2 separate regions of the Zea mays genome follow, and region 1 is linked to region 2. A link is a contact called in public Hi-C data. All regions are on one chromosome and are shown on one strand. Each heading gives the region's core, a stretch centred on a gene start, on an enhancer-like site or on the middle of the called end of the contact. The rest is flanking DNA. Distances are from core to core; before and after follow the strand shown.

Evidence for each region. A called contact is a pair of places that touch in the nucleus more often than the background predicts.
Region 1: a Hi-C map of leaf shows a contact between it and region 2, with 7 times the contacts expected there. The contact joins the promoter of LOC103639418 here to the promoter of LOC118473414 in region 2. A contact is called at or near these places in 7 of 25 Hi-C or Micro-C datasets (bundle sheath, endosperm, leaf and 1 more) and 1 of 3 datasets of contacts at active chromatin or transcription factors (leaf).

The regions. Positions count from the first base shown.
Region 1 is chr9:151,985,435-151,990,842 of Zm-B73-REFERENCE-NAM-5.0, forward strand. LOC103639418 (myosin-11) reads right to left here and starts at 1,546. Exons shown (of 6, transcript XM_008662164.4): 1 at 436-1,546. LOC100193428 (Heat stress transcription factor A-8) reads right to left here. Exons shown (of 4, transcript NM_001138550.1): 3 at 4,118-4,171; 4 at 3,019-3,296. The coding sequence ends at 4,149.
Region 2 is chr9:151,836,188-151,841,695 of Zm-B73-REFERENCE-NAM-5.0, forward strand. It overlaps LOC118473414, which reads right to left and starts at 2,179. Exons shown (of 12, transcript XR_004852830.1): 1 at 1,768-2,179.

The DNA of each region.
Region 1 (5,408 bases), core at 296-2,795, 150 kb after region 2:
AACTAGCTGTCATCTCCCAACTGAAGTTGCACATGTCCTCCACGCCAGCATCTCACTACCTCGAGTAGGAAATCAATCGAACATGTTACACGCACAGCCACCGGCACCAAGTAAAAGCGAACAGTACTTGTTTGGTCCTCGATCGTAGGGCACCGAACCGAACCGCGCAAAATTCAATCAGAAGGGCAACTGAACCAAAAAATCGAAACAGAACCAGACATTCGCCTAGCGAGCCGTGTCCCGTCGATCCTCGATCCCAGAACCACCGGCGATTCAAGGACGCCCCACCGATCCTCGACCCAGCGCACCAATTCAGCCAAAACCCGACGCGGAATCCAGAACCACCCGCACCGACTACACCCGGAACTAAAACCCAACGAGAACCTGGAGCCCGAAGGCCATTGCGGCGGAGTAGAGAAGAAGCAGGAGGCAAACCTGCGGGAATCCCAAGCGTGGCGAGGTGAGGCGAAGTCGGGCTGCGGTGTGGTGTGGTATGGAATATGGATGTGAGGGCAAAGTAACGGTCGGGCGGGGGGTTTTGATTAGCGCCTGCTAATTGCGATTAACAGCTGGCTTTCCTTTTTCGCAGCGGTAAGAAAAAGATACGGGTTTTGAATTGGGGAGCGGCGAGGGGGAGCGGGTTGGTAGGTAGGAATGGAGGACGGCATTTTTTATTTTTATATTTTAAATATTTTTTTTGCAAAAAATAGTACGTGGCGGCGCCAGGGGGGCTGGCACAAAAATGAATGATGACAAGGACTAAAATATAAATACGTGGCGGCGTCAAATGGTTGTCCCAGGATAAAACCATTTGGTGTCAGACCCTGGAGCGCTACATGTTCGTTCACTGGTTCCATCCTCTTACAGCTAGCATCAGACGTGGAAAACCCAATCACACAAATATTGTTACTTGCAATCGTCAGTGGGTGGCCTCAAATTGACATGCCCTTGTATTGTCCATGACACTCTGAGTGCTGTTGCTCTTCAAAATGGGCGTGGCACCTTCTAAGCTTGAAGATAACAAGGTCCTTGTGTTGTGCTGCCGGGAGAGGAAGCGTCTAGCGTCTTGTTAGAGAAGCACTAGATGGAAGATGTGCACTTGCAGCTTCTCACTGTGCTTATATTCTGTCTTTGAGAGAAATAGGTTCTCTTCTAAGGAAATGTTTTGGAGAGTCAATAACAAATGCGTCACCATCTATTTTGTACGTCAATCATATGATGAGTGCAGGGAGGAACTCGGTGAAAACTACTGAGGAAGTGTTAGTTCCTGCTCAATCTTCATCTCCAGGTGCTAGAGAGGGCAGTCAGGACATTGAAAATGCTGATGGCGTTAGGGCCACTTAGGCATCTTCGAGAAATGGGGATTTTTTTTTCAGAGTCAGAAGATGATTTCGACCATCCATCCACTGAAACTCTGGTGCAGGTGTTCAAGAACCAGAATGATGTGCTTGTTGCTAGTACTGACTCAGACCAATTCTCGCAATGGCAACAGCGAAAATGAGATGGCAATGACTGGCAGATCTTCACTGGATGTTCTTCTTGTGGATGGGGAATTGAAGAAACCTTACAATGATGTGAGTAATGTGGCAAGAGATATAAATTCATGCATGAAAAATGTTGAGATATCTATTCTTTCGGGCATGTGATTCTGGAAAAGAAGTCCCATTTGTTCTTGAGGAAGATTAAGTCCAGTTCCGTCCTGTACTACCTGAAGAAATAGGTTAGACAGCAACCAAATAACTTCTGTCCACGACCATTTTTCCTAGTTTCTCTTACAATTCGACATAATATTAAAATAGAAAATGATTTCCTGCAGCACATGGATCAAAGACATCAAGTTCTCTGGCAGCATTGTTTGCTTGCCGCTACGAGGACACCACTGTTCCTGAATGTGAGTTAATTTTGTATGATTGCCTCTTTTTCTTTTTACTCCTTTGGCGCAGTGCTTGCTGTATCTGTGTTACAAATACAATTACAAGGCTTCTTGTTGTGAGTAACCATAATGTGATATACTCAGATAAATTGTTTGAATTTGTCGTACTATAGGTTGCATTCCTCAACGATGGCACCGGGCACCAGCTGCCCCTGTTCGACGTCGCCGGGTACCGGAGCCCTAGCGGCGCAAGGGGAGACGTCTGCTTCTTCCGGTACGGCCTCAAGGCACCTGGGCCAACGACGACAACGGCATAGGCTACCGCAGGTGCTCGTCGATCAGCGAGCTCTACCTTGGCGACACTAACCGAAAACGATCAGCGAGCTTTGCCTCTGCTACACCAGCGGCTACTGCAAGAACGTTAGCGCCTGCAGGTTCGTGCGTGGCGTGACGACCGACAGGCTCCCTGACGACGCTAGCGCCAAGATGGACCCCGCCTCCGTGGAGCAGTACCAAGACATCCTGCTTCGCTTCAACAAGCCCCAGCGCCTTGACGCCAGTCGCCACCGCCCGCAGCCAAACAGCAAAATTATAATTCCCAATTCTAGACTTCAATATCTACGTCCAAACAGAATGCTAGGGATTTACTTAGCTTCTTCTTTTTTTTTCTTTTTTTGGCCTCGCATCAACACCGAGTACAACTCACATTGGACACCACTGTAGAACATCCACGCTTGAAGCCATAAAAAGGAAACGAGAAATAACTCTGGTACGAAAAGAAAAAAACTGTCTAGAGTGGAGCTAGGCACCGAGAGCCATGGGTAAGGGTAATAATGGATCGTGATCCAAATACTTCTTTACAATTCGTTAGAACCCTAAATTATTTCTAGTTTAAAAATGAATAGAAATACAGTTTTGTCCTAATCCGATCCTTAAATTTTATACCGTAAAATATAGAACCCATTGTCACCCTTGTGCCCGCCCCACCACTGACATCGACTCGCGTTACGTATAGACTCTTGGGTATATGTAGATTGCCTTAACTTTCTTTCCCCAGTTATGAATATTGTCTTCTATGGAAGGCTCCGTGAAGTCATTCTGACCAAAAACAAACGGTGCCTAGGAATCTCGTACGCAAATAAAAAAAAGTTCAAAAGTGCTTCATTCATCCAATACGATATTCTATACAACATGAGCAATGCTACCTTGTGTTATGGGTGTGGCTAGGACAATGAGACCTGGGACAAAAACAAAACCCTTGTCCTGTTGCCTTGATCGAGCGAATACGAAAAACGAATTATGCCTTACCAATATGAGTTACTGTATTTTTTTAGTATCAGTATAGTAAATTCTGAGCAATCCCGGTCTTCAGGTTCCCAATGGTGGCTAACCTGCCAGTCTCAAGATTCTGTTCACCACAAATCTGCAGAAACTGAAACCACATCAGTGACGGGGGCCACATTGCTAGTTGCAATTGATGATAATGAGGCCATGAGAGATAGAGGTGTGAATAAAATGAATGTAAATAACTTGGTATACATCTTTATGTTTCAACTAAATGCACTACTAAGGAAGTTCTCATATTTTAATCGTCTCGTTGTTCCTCGTCTGCTCTCAGGCTACGACTCAGTTGTGCGCCACTCTCGGGCCTGGGTGGGCCTTTGCAGAGTAGGCAGCTTGAATCGGCCTGTTAGTGATGGGAGGATACAGGATAGGGCTCGGGGGTTTCTCGGTTGTGACCGTTGCCGCGGCCTTCTATTAATGAAATATCATGAGGATGGTCTTACCCTCCCTGTCCAGTTTTTTATATGTCGTTACACACTTACAAGAAATACTCGATCACTTATCCATTTTTAGTTATTTATCATACAATAAGGTAAGCTCATTTACTCAGTGTCAAAGAAAGAAATACGTGCCTGCCAAAGCTGGCAGTCGTAAAGAAGTAGATTCTGGGTGGGGAACAATGAAAGAAAAATCAAACAGACCCACATCATACATCAAAATGCATTTTGATGCTAGAGGAGTTGCTTATGCAAGAGATATGGACAGGTCAACCCGTAATTATGATATATAGAAAAGCAGTCAGTACTGACCTGTGTTTTGGAAGGAAGCTATTGTATAGTTAAGGAGTCAAATGAATGCTTGACCCTGGTTTGTGTTTGATCATGCCAAGTAATAGTAAAGTTCATGAATAGAACAAAGCGCAAAGGGCTTTTTAATTGCAAAGCACCTCTATCCACTTACGTTATTGGACAAAATTCTCTGGGACCACCGCTCATGCTTCAGTTATGACATCAGCTGAAACAACAGAAAGTTAAATAAATTAGAACTACTGGATAAAAAGAAACAGAACACAAAAAACAAAGCATATGACAATAGGTTATTAGGTTGTAATCAATTATATGGCCAGCTTTCAAATCAGAATTTGCCATATCCATAGGTTTAAAAATCACTCCCTCCGATTTCAAATGTAGATCATCATAGGATTCCGGCCATTCCAACTTCAACTTCCCCATAAGTAAATTCAAAATTATATGCTCATATTCCAGTTGTTGAGCTAATCACTCTAAAGATGTTCAATTTCTTTCTGAGGTTTATGTCGCCTATTGGATTCTTCATTGTAACCATATTAACATCTAAGCACATGTGTACCACACGTGCATGGTAAATAAAGGATTGCAACACATGGTTGATGTCACTACATTAATGACGGAAAGAATTTCATAACTATAATTTCTTTACTTCAAATAATACTCCCTCCTTTTCAAATTGTAAGTCATTTTGGCTTTTCTAAATACATAGTTTTTACTATGTATATAGGCACCGCCGAATAGGTCCATAGCAAAAACAATGTATGTAAAAAAACCAAAACAACCTACAATTTGAAATAGAGAGAGTATAGTTTCCAAGAAGTTGGAAGTAGAAGTTCTTGGTTATACATGCGTGTCCTAATTCCTTTACCTCAAAACCGGCTAAATCATGCGGACTTATATTTGACCCTTGCAATTCCTTTCCCTTTTTCTTTTCTGTAACTACTAATGACTTGTGTTCCCACGTTTCGTTTTGTAAGGCATTAACCCTTATACAATTCATTTTCTTGATTATTTTTCAGACAACTAATGAATTGTACTCCCACATTTCTTTTTGTTAGGCATGAATGCATTCAGATCCAAACCTCGTAATTTTCAACTAACAATAAGCCTTACAAGAGAGTTTGTTATACAAAAGTGACATTATTAATTCATATTCGTAAGCACTGTCTTATGATTATGATTTTGTTGCCAGAAACATTATCATATAAGAGAAATTACAGGTAAATATACCTTTGGAGATCGCTTTTGAGTCAAACAATGCCTTATATTCTGAAACAGAGGGAGCATAAAAAAATATATAATGTAGAACCCAAAACAGAACAATGTCCTTTCCTACTGTTTTGTGTCTGATAGAACTAGTCCTGAACTAGGCCTAGCTGTGAAATGAATTGTGACTCCTCAATGCTTTGGTATGGCAAAATAGCAGTCATTTATCTGCTTCT
Region 2 (5,508 bases), core at 929-3,428:
TTCAGAATTCGGGTATGCCAGGGTGCATGCCACAAGAGGTGATATGCTGGTTGAGGTTAGTTTTTGTATTTCCTTTCCTTTACGCAATTTTTTCTCTCCTTTCACATGTTTGAATTAGTACTTTGGAGATTGATGTGGGGCATTGAATAACCTAAATTCTAGAAAATTCAGAAAGAGTTTAAGATGTGCATTTCACTATGAACAATTTTCTCTTCAGTTTGTAAGCTCAAGTACGATGGAGGGTTTGGACCAATTTATCTATCTAGAATTGTGAAGCCTGATTCGGCAAGGAGGCTATGGAACAAGCCAGTTTAACCATAGCTGTAGGCTCCTGAACTTGAGTTATAATTTGCAGTCCTGTAGTTCTAAATTTCTGAAACTTCAGTAAAACCAGTGTTCCAAACAGGATTTGCTAAACCAGATATAAAACACAAAACGACTACAGTACTGAACAGTTAGCTAATCCATATGAGGGGGATCGAAGTCAAACTACCTATTGAACAGTACCGAACAAGCAAATCCATATAAGCTCAATCCCCACGGGTCATCAAACATATATAATTGAAGATATAATTGAAGATAATTAAAAAACACAAAACACACCTATTGAGGGCGCGGATGTAGGGGAGCAGTGGTTGAATCTGCAGCAATGGGGAGAGTTATAGGGAGCAGTGGTTGAATCTGCAGCAATGGGGAGAGTTGTGGGGAGCAGTGGTTAGAGCAGCAACTCAACCGCGTAGTTAGAGCACGGTGTGGTGCAAGCCTCACCGGTTGTTCTTGTAGGTGGGCAGAGGTTGCCGAGGTCGATGCGGCGTCGTCGATGGAAGGTGAGCGAGGATCGCGGACCAGATGGGTAGGAGAGCGTTGATGGCGGCCGCGCACCTCCTCCCCACGCCCTCAACACGTGCGCCGTGCTGCTTTGGAGATCCGCGGGCGGTCGCGGAGGATGAAGGTGCGCACCGCGGGGATGGAAGGTGCGTGCCACCTCCATCCGCCACCTTCCATCCGCGGGATTTGGCAACAGACCTTCCATTGGCGCAGGGGCGGGCGTTGCGGATTTCACGGGGTTGGCGCAGTGGCGTTGCGGGCATCCATCCTCAACCTCCTCCTCTCGACCAATGCCGTACGGTGACCTTCCATTCTCCGCTCAATCAAGGAGGAGTTGCGCCACATACCTTCCATTCTACGCAAGTCGTGGCACGAGCAGGGTTGCGCCAGCCGTCGGGGCGCGTCCAAGGAGGATTTGGCGCAGGGGCGGGCGTTGCGGGCGCAGGGGCGTGGCGGTGGATTTGGCGCGGCGGATTGCAGCCGTGGATGGAAAGGATTGCGGGCGCGGATGGAAAGGCAGCGGATTGCGGGGGCTGCGCGTGGAGAAATCGCGGCGTGCTCGCGGCGGGCAGAACAGCGCCTGTGTGGACGCCTACACTAAGAACATATATAGTAGTAGAGATTAGACATTGGAAAATGTTTTCTATCAAAACAAAGGAATATGAAGTTTTAAATATATCTTTATTTGACTACACACCCAAAATAATATTCTATTGAAATAAATATGGTGTGTATATTTCATGTTGAAAACATTACCTAAATAAAATAATAATAATAAATAAAGTAACTAAATAAATAAATTAATAGAATTATTGCACATCATGTTGGAGTTCCATTTGTGCATTAGACTTGAACTTAAATTTAGAACATATTTGAATTCAAATTTGAGTTGAAAAGAGAATAGAAAGGAAAAATATATATAAAAAAGGAGAAACGTACCTGTGGGCCGATTCTGCCCAACCGACCACATCACCGTGCCAGCCCAGTCTTCGCGCCCACGCGCATTGGTGCCAATGATGATCGAGGCCTGCTCGCCAGCGCCCTTCCCTTGCGGTGTTCTCGTGTCAATGGCGCTCCTCTTCTGACTGTGGGCGGGTCAGGGGCGTCGTCCTCACCGTAGGAATCGGGGCGTGCCAACAAATCCAGCCTAAATTCTGCCCTGGGGATCTCCATGGATCTTGGTCGGGTGGTTGGCATTGGCCCTGGGTATAAGACTGAGCCCCGACGCGCATCTAAATCCCGCCGCAATCCACGCCTGGTGCCAGCCGCCTAATCCTCTGAACCTCGCCGTCGCCAGCACAGGGAAGGACCCGTCGTCGTCCACTTTAGTGTAAAGATCCCCTAGTCGTCCGATACCCCTTTGGCCCGGCACAATTGCATAAGAGCCCCTGCCGTTTTCTACAATCAACCCTTAGTCCACTTTAGTGTAAAGATCGTCTCAAATTGGTCCTTTTAATTATAAAGAAGTCCCTACACTCTTAAGTATTAGTACCCGTAGTCCAAAGGATATTTAAATTATGTAAATTGATATGGAAAATGATTTTAAGTATAAAATTAATCCTAGAAACTTAGATAATTCATATTTTGATCATTTTAACTCCGACTTGACCCGTTTGAATTGCGTTAGGTTCATAATAAATATTACCTGTACATTATAACACTAACTTTTATCATGTCACATACTTTTGTAATTGGGTATTTATTTATCCTATATATAGTAGATTAATGAAACCAATCCAAGCAATATGTTAATAATTATAATCTGAATAGAAGGTGATCTCTAACTAAGGTGTGACTTATATTAAAGATAATCTTTAATGTATATCTCACATGATTTATAAAATCAATCTAGGACTTAGTACTAATTGTTTAATCATGTACGCCTTAGTGATTCTCAAACCTACGTCTTCGTAGCAATACGTAGAATATTATTACGCTGTTTGTTCACTTGCTTTGGTGTAATGTTACCATATACATTGTTTGCTTATTGTATGTATTGCTATGAGTAACACCGAGGTCACGAGAAACTCAAAGACCAACTTGGTGAAGTACCTGGATTCTGAAGTCTAAGGCAAGTTGTGCCCTTGATCACTCTCATTTACCTAATAATGTTCTTTGTTAATCACCGTGACATGATCAGGATAATTTGATGGGGCCTAATAGGTTTTCCTAGATTTGTTTACCCCACCCCTTGCAGACAAATGAACTATTGGGTAGACTTGCTATTGCTCTACCTGGTTTTGGAATTAATGTTACATCTGAATTATGATCATGTTCCAATTTTGTTGTTGTTTTAATTATTGTTCATGACAAGATCATTGTGTTAATTGGAACATGGAGTTTAACTTGAAATAATAATGCTACCACAAGGGTGGTATGTGACGCCCTTGGTTGACTGATTAGAAAAGTTAGTGGAGGACTACCATACCCAAAAGGGCAAGGGCGGTAGAGGAGCTGTGGAATAGGGAGGTTCTCGGGTCGATCATGCTGCGATGGCATTTCGGACGAGAGATTCCTATATTTCCCTTCACAGAAACCGTAGCGAGTTTTCTGAAGCTAATGGAACTTTGTAAAGCCCTTGTAGTGCTACCCTGCCTCGTCTCATCGGCAGAAATGAATGGGAAGTCGCGATCCCTTGGTTGTCCAATGCCCTGGTCGTCCACTTTATTGTAAAGACCCCCTTTAGTGTAAAGATCCCCTGGTCGTCCGATACTCCTTTGGCCCAGCACAATCGCATAAGAGCCCCTGACTGTAGATCCCATGGTTGTCTGATACCCTAGTCGTCCACTTTAGTGTAAAGATCCCCTTTAGTGTAAAGATCCCCTCAGCAGAGATGAATGGGAAGTCACGATTCCTTGACAAATGGGTTACACGACTTGTGGGTAAAGGACGCAACCTCTACAGAGTGTAAAACTGGTATATCAGCCGCGCTCGCGGTCAAGAGTGACTTAGGACTCTTGCATGATTAATTTATGGAATTAATCTTAATTTGTCATATGCATTGCATTGTGAGTGTTATTATTAATTGTGATCTCTTATTTAATTGGGTTGGTATCTACTTATACTTAGTAACTGCTAATAAAATTTTGACCAACTTTAAAAGCAACGCTCAGCTTTAACCATCCTCTTGGTAAGCCTTACGTTTCACATGAGTCCCACCTTAAGTGAGCTCATGCACATTATTCCTGAAAGGGAAATAGGCTTACACCTTTTCCTAATCGATTTTGGTGGTTGAAATGCCCAACACAAATAATTGGACTAACTAGTTTGCTCTAGATTATAAGTTTTACAGGTGCCAAAGGTTCACAATAAACCAATAAAAAGACCAAGAAAGGGTTCAAATACAAGGAGCAATAGACAACCGAAGTGTGCCCTGGTCTGGAGCACCAGACTGTCCGGTGTGCCACCGGACAGTGTCCGGTGCACCAGGGAACTCAACTCCAAACTGCTCACCTTCGGGAATTCTGGGGGCCGCTCCGCTATAATTCACCGGACTGTCCGGTGCGCCAGCGAAGCAACGACTACTTCACGCCAACGGTCGTCTACAGAAGACATTAAATGCGCTACAGTGCGCGCAGACGTCAGAGCACGCGCCAGACGGCACACCGGACAGTCTACAGGACCTGTCCGGTGCACCACCAGACTGTCCAGTGACCCAGAAGACAGAAGCTCCAACGGTCGAACCCTAACGGTCGGGTGACGTGGCTAGCGCACCGGACTGTCCGGTGCGCCATGCGACAGCAACCTCCACCAAACGGCTAGTTTGGTGGTTGGGGCTATAAATACCCCCAACCACCCACCATTCATTGTATCCAAGTTTTCAGCCTTCAAACACCTTACAAGAGCTATAACATTCAATACAAGACACAACAAAAGAGATCAAATCCTCTCCCAAGTCCAAAGATCATTCCAATCAAATAGTGACTCGTGAGAGGGAGACTTGTGTTCATTTGAGCTCTTGCGCTTGGATTGCTTTTTTCTTCTTCATTCTTTCTTGTGTTTAACTCAATTGTAACCAAGACAAGAGACACCAATTGTGTGGTGGTCCTTGTGGGGACTTAGTGTCCAGTGTTGATTGAGAAGAGAAGCTCACTCGGTCTAAGTGACCGTTTGAGAGAGGGAAAGGGTTGAAAGAGACCCGGTCTTTGTGACCACCTCAACGGGGAGTAGGTTTGCAAGAACCGAAGCTCGGTAAAACAAATCACTGTGTCATCCGCCTTATTTGCTTGTGATTTGTTTTCGCCCTCTCTCTCGGACTCGTTTATATTTCTAACGCTAACCCGGCTTGTAGTTGTGCTTAAAGTTTGTAAATTTCAAATTCGCCCTATTCACCCCCCTCTAGGCGACTTTCAATTGGTATCGGAGTCCGGTGCTTCATTAGAGCCTAACCGCTCGTAGTGATGTCGGGAGCATCCGCCAAGAGGGAGATCGGGACCAGCGACAAGTCCGCAAGCTCGGGGAGAACGCACTCAAGGGAGTCCGCCCACAAGCACAAGGAGGAATCCTCTTCCTCCATCAAGTCCCAACGGAAGGGTGACAAGAAGAAGAAGATGAAGAAGGTGGTCTACTACGAGACCGACTCTTCGTCACCCTCTACCTCCGGCGCGGAATCGGCATCCGCAACTTCTAAACGCCATGAGCGCAAGAAGTATAGTAAGATGCCCCTTCGCTACCCTCGTA